Linked DNA regions of Anser cygnoides: region 1 is linked to region 2. Evidence: chromatin contacts called from public Hi-C data. All regions are on one chromosome and are shown on one strand. Each heading gives the region's core, a stretch centred on a gene start, on an enhancer-like site or on the middle of the called end of the contact. The rest is flanking DNA. Distances are from core to core; before and after follow the strand shown. Region 1 overlaps AGRN (agrin). Region 2 holds the start of HES4 (hes family bHLH transcription factor 4).

Region 1 (4,769 bases), core at 2,141-4,640, 54 kb before region 2:
CCCCAAGAAAAACGCGCGGCTGGAACAGCCTCTGTGGGGAAGGAGCAGCTCGAGCCCCTCGCGGAGCGCAGCCCCCGCTCCCCGAGGGGAGAGGAGCCCCCCCAGCACCCCCACCCACCCCATCAAAGAGCTCCCCGGCCGCTGGGAGTCACCCCGAAGGAATGCGGGACCTCTGGGGAGCGCTCAGCAAGACGAACAGCGCAGAGCCGCGCTGCGGGGCGAGGATTAGCGAGCAGCAAGCCCGGGCGGGCGCAGGGGCGTGCGGCCGGCGGCTCTGACAAGCAGACGGCCCCCGGCCGAGGGGCAGAGCCCCGGCACAGCTCCGCGTGTGCCCTTTGGAAACCGAGGAAGCCCCCACGCGTCCCTTCCGCGGGTGTCCTGGCTGTTCCCGGTGCCCACGCACGGCAGCAAGCCCGGGACACGAAGGGAGCGCGGCTCCTGGGGCGGGCGGCGGCGGGTTGCGGCTGAGAAAAACCAGACCCGAGCTCTGCCCCTGCCAGAAGGATGGGGCTGCTCGGGGCTTGGCTGCTGCAAATTGGTCGCAGAGGTAAAAGGAGACGGATTTGTAGCCGGGCTCAGCCCAACCTGCACGGTTAAACTGGGGCTCGCAGCAGGTCGGGAAGCGACAGGAGCAGGGCGCGTTCGGGGCTGTGCAAGGAGGCAGCAGGCAGGGAAAGGAGGGGCAGGGAAGGATTGGGCAGGTTTAACCTCCTGTTAAGCCTACAGTCACCCTGAGCTGGTGACACGGAGCCAAAATTCAGGAACGAAAAGCAATGGTCGGGGCAGAAGGGCTCGGTGCACCGCCTGCAGCACCAGCAGCGCTGACCCCGAGCACACGAGGTGTAGGGCAGGCCCCCAGCCCTGACCCAGCTGGAGGGGGGACACAGCTCCCCATTTTACACCGCAATGAGGCGGAAAAAATCCCACCTGGCTACAGGACCTCGAGGAGACGAACGCTTCTGCAGAGCCAGGTGATGCAGGGGATGCTGCTGCCAGCCCCCAGCCTGCTGGAGCTCAGCTGGAGACGCTCGGAGGGAAGGAGAAGCCAGCCTTGGTGGGAACAGCCCGCGGGAAGCCTCCCACCACCAGCACCCGCTGCCTGCAGCCCCTCAGGAAGGGGGATCCCTTTAATCCTGCAGCCCCCCGTGCCACCAAAGGCTCCACATGCCCACGGGGCAGCTCCCTGCAGCAGCCTGAGATACCCTCATGCCAATATTACCGAGCCCCAAACATCGCAGAGCAGAAAGAGAGGATGCTGCGGGGACCAAGAGCGGGACAGGGACACGTTTCAGCCTGGTCCCATATGGGAATTCGTAATACCTGCCTCTCCACTTGTCCTTCCCACCCCACGTCCCTAAGGAAGGGAGGGATAAAAGCCCACCGGAGGCGGCAGCAGCGCAGAGCCTGCGGGTGGGGGCTGCTGGCACCGCTTGGAGCAGGACCGCGGCTCGCTACGGGATGGACAAGGGAAAAGCAGCGCCACGAGCACCCGGGCAGGGACCAGCACTCGCCAGAGGAGCGCAGCCAGCACCACGGAGGGGGATGCCGGCCGGGAAGCCCCAGCTGATCCCGCAGGGAAACGGGGCGGGACGTGCTGGGCGCGGGGCCGAAGGAGCCTTCCCGGAGCAGCAGCCTCCCCCACCAGATTAAAATTCCGTAGGAATTTGCTAAACAAGCCGACTCCCTCAGCTACTGCCCGACACCCGAGGGATGTTTTGCATTACCACCACGCGAGGGAAAGGGGGGGGGGGGGCAGCAGACCCCTGTGCCTGGCCCCCAAAAATCAGGGCTCCCCCCTGCCCCAGCCGGGGCTAAAACGGGGACAGGGAGGCTCTGCAGCATCCCCAGCACCGGGGCCTCATCCAGCTCCGGCTGCCCCAGCACTCAGTTGCCCCCCCCAGGGTTGGGGGGCAGGAAGGGGGCCCCCAGGATTTCGCAGCTCTGGGCTCCCCCCTCTGGGTTTACTACATTTTTACAGCTGCTGGCTGGTTTTCTCGCCCTCCCGAGCCGGAGGTGTTGATGCTGTTCTCATTATCTTCAATTCAAAACAGAGCCAAGAAGAGGAAGAAGAAAAAAAGAGAGGGGAAAAAAAAAAAAAAAGAAATGGAAAAAAAAAAATCCTTCTTTAAGCAGAAACCCACGCACCAACCCTTCCAGCCCCCTCCCTTGCCTGTTTGGAGAGACAAAGAATTGCCAGGGATGGATTCAAAAGAAATCGTTATGGGGTGAAGGGCTGCAGAGACCCGGCCATGGGAAGTGACCGCAGCCCGCATCACCTAACACGAGCCCGTGCCAGCGATTTCCTTGCTGAGAGGAGCCTACTGTGCATTTCCTACAGCCCCTGGAAGGGGCCTGAAAAGGAAATTTTGCATGGGCTGGCTTACAGGAACAAAACGTCTCGGTCCTGCAGAGGCACGGACCTCGAAGGAAAGGGAGGAGGGAATAAAAGTGAAGAGGAAGACGATGAAACGGGGCGGGCAACGTCACTTGGAGGTGCTTTCAAAGCCATCCCGCTCCCAAGTCCACCAAAAAACTTTGGGCACGGGGTGAAAGAGGGATTTTTCAGCAACCATCGGGCTCACCCTATAGAGGAGGGAGCTGGAGGAGAGGGGGGTGCCATCTGCCTGGGTGAAAACACGGGAGAGCCGAGGCTGGATGCGGTTCTTCCACGGGAGTAATTAATAGGGTTGCCACAGAGATGAAGAGTCAGGAGGGTTCTGGACTGGCTATAATAAGGATTTTAATGAGAGCTAAGTGACATTTTTAAACGTATGGAGCATCTGCAGCACAGCGCATCTTGAACGCCAGCCAGAGCCGAGAGCTTCAGTCCGGGCATCTATCGGGGGGAAAGCGTCCCCGAGGGCTGCTGGCGTCCTCGTGGCAGCACCTGCAGGCACCCCAGCAGCTCTGCCCGGTGGCCAGGAGCCCCAAAAAGCTCGGGAAGGGCTGGGCACACCGAGGGATGCCTCTCCCAGCGCCGGACAGACCCCTGTGGGGGTGCAGAGCATCACCCCCGGGCTGCCCCACCACGAAGGATGCATCCATCCCAGCCAAAAGGCTCAGAGAAAACCCCACTTTTTGCGCCGTTTCCCACCTCATCCGAGAAGTTGAGGTGAAAAAGCACGAGGCAAGGAGCTTCTTGCAGGCGTCCTGCCCTGGGATGGGGGCTTCGAGCCACCGGCAGGGCCTGCAGTCACAGCACCCCGTGCCCGAGGCTGTCGGGTTTCCCCACGCACTGCGCTCACGCACGGCTTTTCCCAGGGGGTTCAAAGTCCAGCCCGATCCCCACAGCCAGCACAACAATCTCAGCCGGGGCTGTTGCACCCGGGTTCATGCAAATCACGCCTGGAAGGAGCCCTGGCTTCTCATTAACCAGGGCTCCGCCGTGGCTTTCGGCTGAACTTCCTTCCACCCAGCCAGCTCACGCTGGAGTCAGCGCCTGCCCCTCCCACACCGCACACAAAAATCTCAATTTTCTCCGAGTGGAGCCGCGATCAAAGGGAAACACGAGCCAGACACACCCGGGGAACATCTCCTGGGCTCCAGAAGTGGGTGCTCGATGGCGCTGTCAGGGAACGGAGCCTCAAACACCCGAAGCACTGCGACTCCGACCCCCTTTTTGCAATACCGAGGGTTAAAAGGCACCAAACCAGCAAGGCTGTGCTTCACCGGGTAAATCTTCTCCCGGAAAACCTCATCCAGATGTCCCAAAGAGCAAGGGGAAACCTGCACGAGGGTAGCCCTCGTGCGCCTTCCCGCAGAGGCAGGAGCGAGCATCCCCCTTCGAGCATCGTCCCAGCCCCGGGGGGGCTCCTGCAGTCCCCGGGGGGCTCCTGCAGCCCCCTCGCAGGCTTAGCTCAAGCCCTACATTTCGGCTGCAGCCAGCCGGAGCTCTTTTAACACAATTAAACATCACCAAACCGATCGCTGCTCCAACCCCCAACCTGAGCTGTTTCACAGACTCGCCCTGGTTTGAACCCCCCTCCCCTTTTTAGGGCAGGAAAGGTTTTTGGTCTCTAGGATTTTTCCAAGCTGCAGCGACAGGAGATGAAGATTCTCAAAACATCCGTGTTTTTTCCATCCAGCTGCCACCATTCTTCCAATTCCTTCTGCAAAAGCTCTCCAAGGTTTGTTTTTAACCTCGGAGCGCAGCGTCCTGGGCAGCTTCGCTTTGAACCCTCCTGTGGGGAGCTGATGGGAAACAAGTCCTGGAGCTAAATTCTCAGACTCAGAGCTCAGAAAGGATTCCCAGGGCGGCAGGAGCAGGTTCTCATGGCTGGTTTTTCACGGCCTCCCAGAGCCCAGCTCCTCAGCTACGCTGGGCAAGTCGAGCGGAGCTCACGCACACCTCGGGAGAGGCGTGAGGTTTGGGTACAGCTGGAGGAAACCTCATTTTTGGAGGTGAGGAGCTGTGCCGGGGTGCAGCCAGCATGCAGGATGCGCACACAACAACCAGGCTTCCAAGACAGGGATAAAAAGGGAAAACAAGTCCAGGGGATGTGACAAGGAAGGCGGCTTTATCAAGGCACTGGAAGAGCTGCCAAACCAGCCTGAAACAGCACAGAACTGCTGCACCTCCCCTGCGCAGCGCTTGGAGATGAGATACTGGCAGCTCGGGGCTCCCTGGTTTTTGTTTTTTCCTCCGCAGGGGTCCGGGCAGGTGTCACCAGCCTGGAGAAGGCAGGTCCACCACGCACGGCCAGCTCCCCCCAGGCTGTTTTCCAGCCCTCGCATGTCCCCGCTGCTGTCCCCAAGCCCTGGGCATCTCT
Region 2 (4,483 bases), core at 63-2,562:
CTTGCACATAGCTCGTTACCCTTGCACGGTGCCCGTTACCCTTGCACGGTGCCCGTTACCCTTGCACGGTGCCCGTTACCCTTGCACGGTGCTCGTTACCCTTGCACGGTGCCCGTTACCCATCGCACGGTGCTCGTTACCCTTGCACGGTGCCCTTTACCCTTGCACGGTGCCCGTTACCCTTGCACATTGCTTGTTACCCATTGCACGGTGCTCGTTACCCTTGCACGGTGCCCGTTACCCCTTGCACGGTGCTCGTTACCCTTGCACGGTGCTCGTTACCCACTGCACGGTACCCGTTACCCATTGCACGGTGCCCGTTACCCTTGCACGGTGCTCGTTACCCTTGCACGGTGCCCATTACCCATTGCACGTTGCTCGTTACCCTTGCACGGTGCTCGTTACCCTTGCACGGTGCTCATTACCCATTGCACGTTGCCCGTTACCCCTTGCATGGTGCTCGTTACCCTTGCACGGTGCTCGTTACCCTTGCACGGTGCCCATTACCCATTGCACGGTGCTCGTTACCCTTGCACGGTGCCCGTTACCGCTTGCACGGTGCTCGTTACCCTTGCACAGTGCCCTTTACCCTTGCACGGTGCCCGTTACCCTTGCACATTGCTCATTACCCATTGCACGTTGCTCATTACCCTTGCACGGTGCTCATTACCCATTGCACGGTGCTCGTTACCCTTGCACGGTGCCCGTTACCCATTGCACGTTGCTCGTTACCCTTGCACGGTGCCCGTTACCCACTGCACGGTGCCCGTTACCCTTGCACGCTGCTCGCTGCCCCTCCCGCGGCGCCCCTTGCACGCCGCACGCCTCCCGCCGCTCTCCGCACGGCGCCCGGCGCGCGCCCCAGTGGGCGCGGCCTCCCCCCGCGGGCCGCCGGGCGCGCGGCGGCACGTGCTCCCGGCGCCGGGCGGCCGAGGGCGGGGCCGAGCGCCGCCCGCTTGATTGACGGCCGGGCTCCCCGCCAGCCAATCGGCGCCGGCGCCGCCGCCCGCCCTCCGCCGATTGGCCGCCCGCCGCCCGCCGCCGCCGTCCCCGCGTGGCCCCGCGCGCGCCGGGCGGCCTCCCGCCGACGGGCGGGGCGAGGCGCGGGGCGCGCGAGCGAGGGGGCGGGCCGCGCGCGCGCGCCCGCGCGCGTGACGCCCCGGCCCGCCAATCGCGGCGCGGGCTGCGGGGCGGCGGGGAGGGGGGGGGGGGCGATCCGCGCTGCCATTGGCCGGCGGCGCTGTGGGAACGGCCGCGGCGGCGGTTTCCCACGAATGGGGAGCGGGCGGCGGGTATAAAAGGCAGGGGGGGAGCCGGCCGCCGCCACTCCCGGCCCCGCTGCCGCCGCCGGAGCTCCGCGGTGCCGCCGCCGCCGCTCGCAGCGCCATGCCCGCAGACGCGGGCCCGGAGAAGCCCACCGCCTCGCCCATCGCCGGGGCGCCGGCCACCGCCAGCCACACGCCGGACAAGCCCCGGAGCGCCAGCGAGCACCGCAAGGTAAATGGCGGGGCCCGGCCGGCGCGCGGCGGAGGTGGATGGCGGCGAGCCGGCGGCCGTGCTGAGGTCGGTGCATGGGGAGGGGGGAGATTAAATCAAAAATTAATTTGGGGGGGGGTGTGGAAGCGATCGGCGACCAACCGAGGCTCTCCCCGCAGTCCTCCAAGCCCATCATGGAGAAGCGGCGCCGGGCGCGCATCAACGAGAGCCTGGGGCAGCTGAAGACGCTCATCCTGGACGCGCTGAAAAAAGACGTGAGTTGGGGTGTTTTTGGGGGTGGGAAGGCGAAACGGAGGGGGGTCTGGGGGGTGAGGAAGAAGGTGGGGGGGAGGCTGACGGCCGCTGTCGTCCCGCAGAGCTCGCGGCACTCCAAGCTGGAGAAGGCGGACATCCTGGAGATGACGGTGAAGCACCTGCGGAACCTGCAGCGGGCGCAGATGACGGGTAAGGACGAAACCCGGCATCCCTCTCATCATCCTCTTTAAGAAAAAAATAAAAAAAAATCCCTTTTCAGGGTTTTTTTTGGGGGGGGCTGGGTGGCCGCTCGCACGCCACCCCGCAGCCGCTCACCCGCCGCCCTTCGCTTTGCAGCCGCCCTCAGCGCCGACCCCACGGTGCTGGGCAAATACCGGGCTGGTTTCAACGAGTGCATGAACGAGGTGACCAGGTTCCTCTCCACCTGCGAGGGGGTCAACGCCGACGTCCGCACCCGCCTGCTCGGCCACCTCTCGGCTTGCTTGGGGCAGATCGTGGCCATGAACTACCCGCCGCCGCCTCCTCCTCCGCCGCCCGCCGGGCAGCCGGCGCATCTGGCACAGCCGCTGCACGTCCAGCTGCCGCCCGCTGCCGGAGCCGTGCCCGTGCCCTGCAAGATGAACCCCGCCGAAGCCTTGTCCCCCAAGGTTTATGGGGGTTTCCAGCTCGTCCCGGCCACCGATGGCCAATTCGCCTTCCTCATCCCCAACCCAGCCTTCCCGCCCGGCTCCGGACCGGTGATCCCCCTCTACGCCAACGCCAACGTCCCCGTGTCTGCAGGAGGAGGAGGAGGATCGGGGAACGCATCCGCCACCCCGTCGGCGTCCCCGGTGCAGGGCTTGACATCATTTGGGGGCAGCATTGTGCCGGCGTCCCAGGCGGGGAGCCCCGTCGCAGAGCGCAGTGAATCCGTCTGGAGGCCTTGGTGACTTGCCCAGAGCAAAAAGGCACGAAACTCTGCTTGGCTCCGTTGTAAGGAGCCCTGTTATGGTCGGGTTTTTCTTTTTTTTTTTTTAAAAAAAAAAACGCAGAATGGAGGATTTAAAAGGAAAAAAAAAAAGGACCTCGATATGAACGTGCTATTTATTATTTTCAGAGGTTGGGATCTCAACTTGTATTTTTACTCCTTTGAAATGCCTTTATTTGAGATACTTTTTTTAAGAAAAAGAAATAAATGAGAAATAGTTTTGTAACAAATATTCAAAAAGTATAATGCCAAAGTTGTTTGTATCCCGTTTGTCTGTGTGTGTGTTGCGTGCCTGTGTTGGAGACTTCCAAAAAAAAAAATGCAGGTGTTTAAATAAACTCTTTGAAATAGATTTTTTTTCTTCTTTTCATTTAGCAGGGACAAAGCTAATCCTCAGGAGGGGGGGGGAAAAAAGTAGGGGCAAACTTTATGGCCTTAAGTAAGGCTGCTGGAAGGGATTCCTGCAACAGATAGAGGGGAGGCAAGGGGGGGTGGGGGTCTGGCCCTGCTGAAATAGCACTGAGATCTTTGCAGTGCCCTGTTCCCGCTCAAAAAAAAAAACAATTCCTAAAAATTTGCCCCTGGAACCTGAGCAATGCACGACCCCAATACCGCTTACTGAAATAACTCTGCTTTTAGGATTTGCTGCTGCTTTTAGGGCTTCGCTCCTGTTACCTCTTTTTAGGGATTGGGGGGGGGGGGGGGGTGCGCAAAAGTTACTATCTCGCCCACAAAAGAGGCAGGAGAGTCTGTCCCCATTGTGAGGAGGGTAATTAGAAGGTATAAAGGGTCTCATCGAGTATGCAGCGGGCTCTTTGGGAAGTTGGGAACCCTATTGAAACGCCTGGGAACTCGGAGCTGAGGGTTAATGTGTGTCTTTTTTTTTTCTCTCCACTCTCATTGACAGGGCCAGATAGACTCTGATACTCAATGCTGTTGTAAATTCAATTGCCTGGCCTCACAATGCCCACCTCATAAAAGAGAATAACTCGGGGTTGTGGCTTTTTTCTCTCTTTTTTTTTTTTTTTTCCAGTAAGCAAGGGAACCGAGGAAAAGACAGTTTTGCCACCCATTCTGACTCACCCCCGGCACTTGAATCCCGGCCAAGTGGAAGCAATTGCAGCCTCGCGCGCAGGGAATTAACCGCTTCCAATTGGCACCAATTAATAAGGTGCGGAGAAAGCACCTAATTTAATTTATTTTTTTGGTGTGCTTTGCTCCGGATTGACGAGGATACCGTGTAATTTCGCAGAGCAAAGCCGGCACGTGACATGCACGGAGCCCCCCGTGCCTGGCTTCCCTCCGTCCCCTGGGACCCCACAGGTGGGGGGCAATGCTTGGGACCCCCCCTTGGGCTTTGCTTGGCTCTCAGGGAATGCCTCGATGCTTGCACAGCAGCCAATATTTGCACAAACCTAGGGTTCAAACCTATTTTATTTTTTTTAGTTTTATTTTTTTTTAGGATGCCAATGATATTTGGTGTTTCGAGGTCTGGGGCTGGCGGCGATCGGGCTGTGGTTTATTCGGGGTGGGATATGGGGTCTGTAGGGCAGACCGCCCCCCCTCTCTGGACTTCTGTGCACCTTGCACGAGGTTTTGGCAAGGGTTTGGTGCAGGAGCACGGGTTGCAATTAACCTTGTGCCGACGCGACCCGGCCACCCCCGTGCACCTACGCGTGGGCCATCGATCGCCGCGCGCTGACCTGCCTCCATCTCGCCGTCACGAGGAGGAACCCGTCCGAACCCGGAGGTTCCCGGGAGGTT

The links. Hi-C and Micro-C count contacts between places; a contact is called where the count stands out from the background.
Region 1: a contact with region 2 is called in a Hi-C map of liver, with 9 times the contacts expected there. The contact joins the enhancer-like site here to the promoter of HES4 in region 2. A contact is called at or near these places in 2 of 7 Hi-C or Micro-C datasets (both in liver).

Annotation. Positions count from the first base shown.
Region 1 is chr23:5,189,897-5,194,665 of Taihu_goose_T2T_genome, reverse strand. The region is part of intron 2 of AGRN (agrin); the gene reads right to left. Among named protein-coding and RNA genes, the nearest start is that of AGRN, 11 kb to the right of the region's middle. Within about 2 kb of position 3,390, at least 3 of the 3 cell types and tissues checked have open chromatin away from gene starts, as enhancers often do. A contact at or near this core is called in liver, where this site is marked.
Region 2 is chr23:5,134,048-5,138,530 of Taihu_goose_T2T_genome, reverse strand. HES4 (hes family bHLH transcription factor 4) reads left to right here and starts at 1,312. Exons shown (of 6, transcript XM_048067760.2): 1 at 1,312-1,497; 2 at 1,656-1,751; 3 at 1,854-1,941; 4 at 2,089-2,540; 5 at 2,543-2,611; 6 at 2,613-2,698. The coding sequence starts at 1,387. The coding sequence ends at 2,681.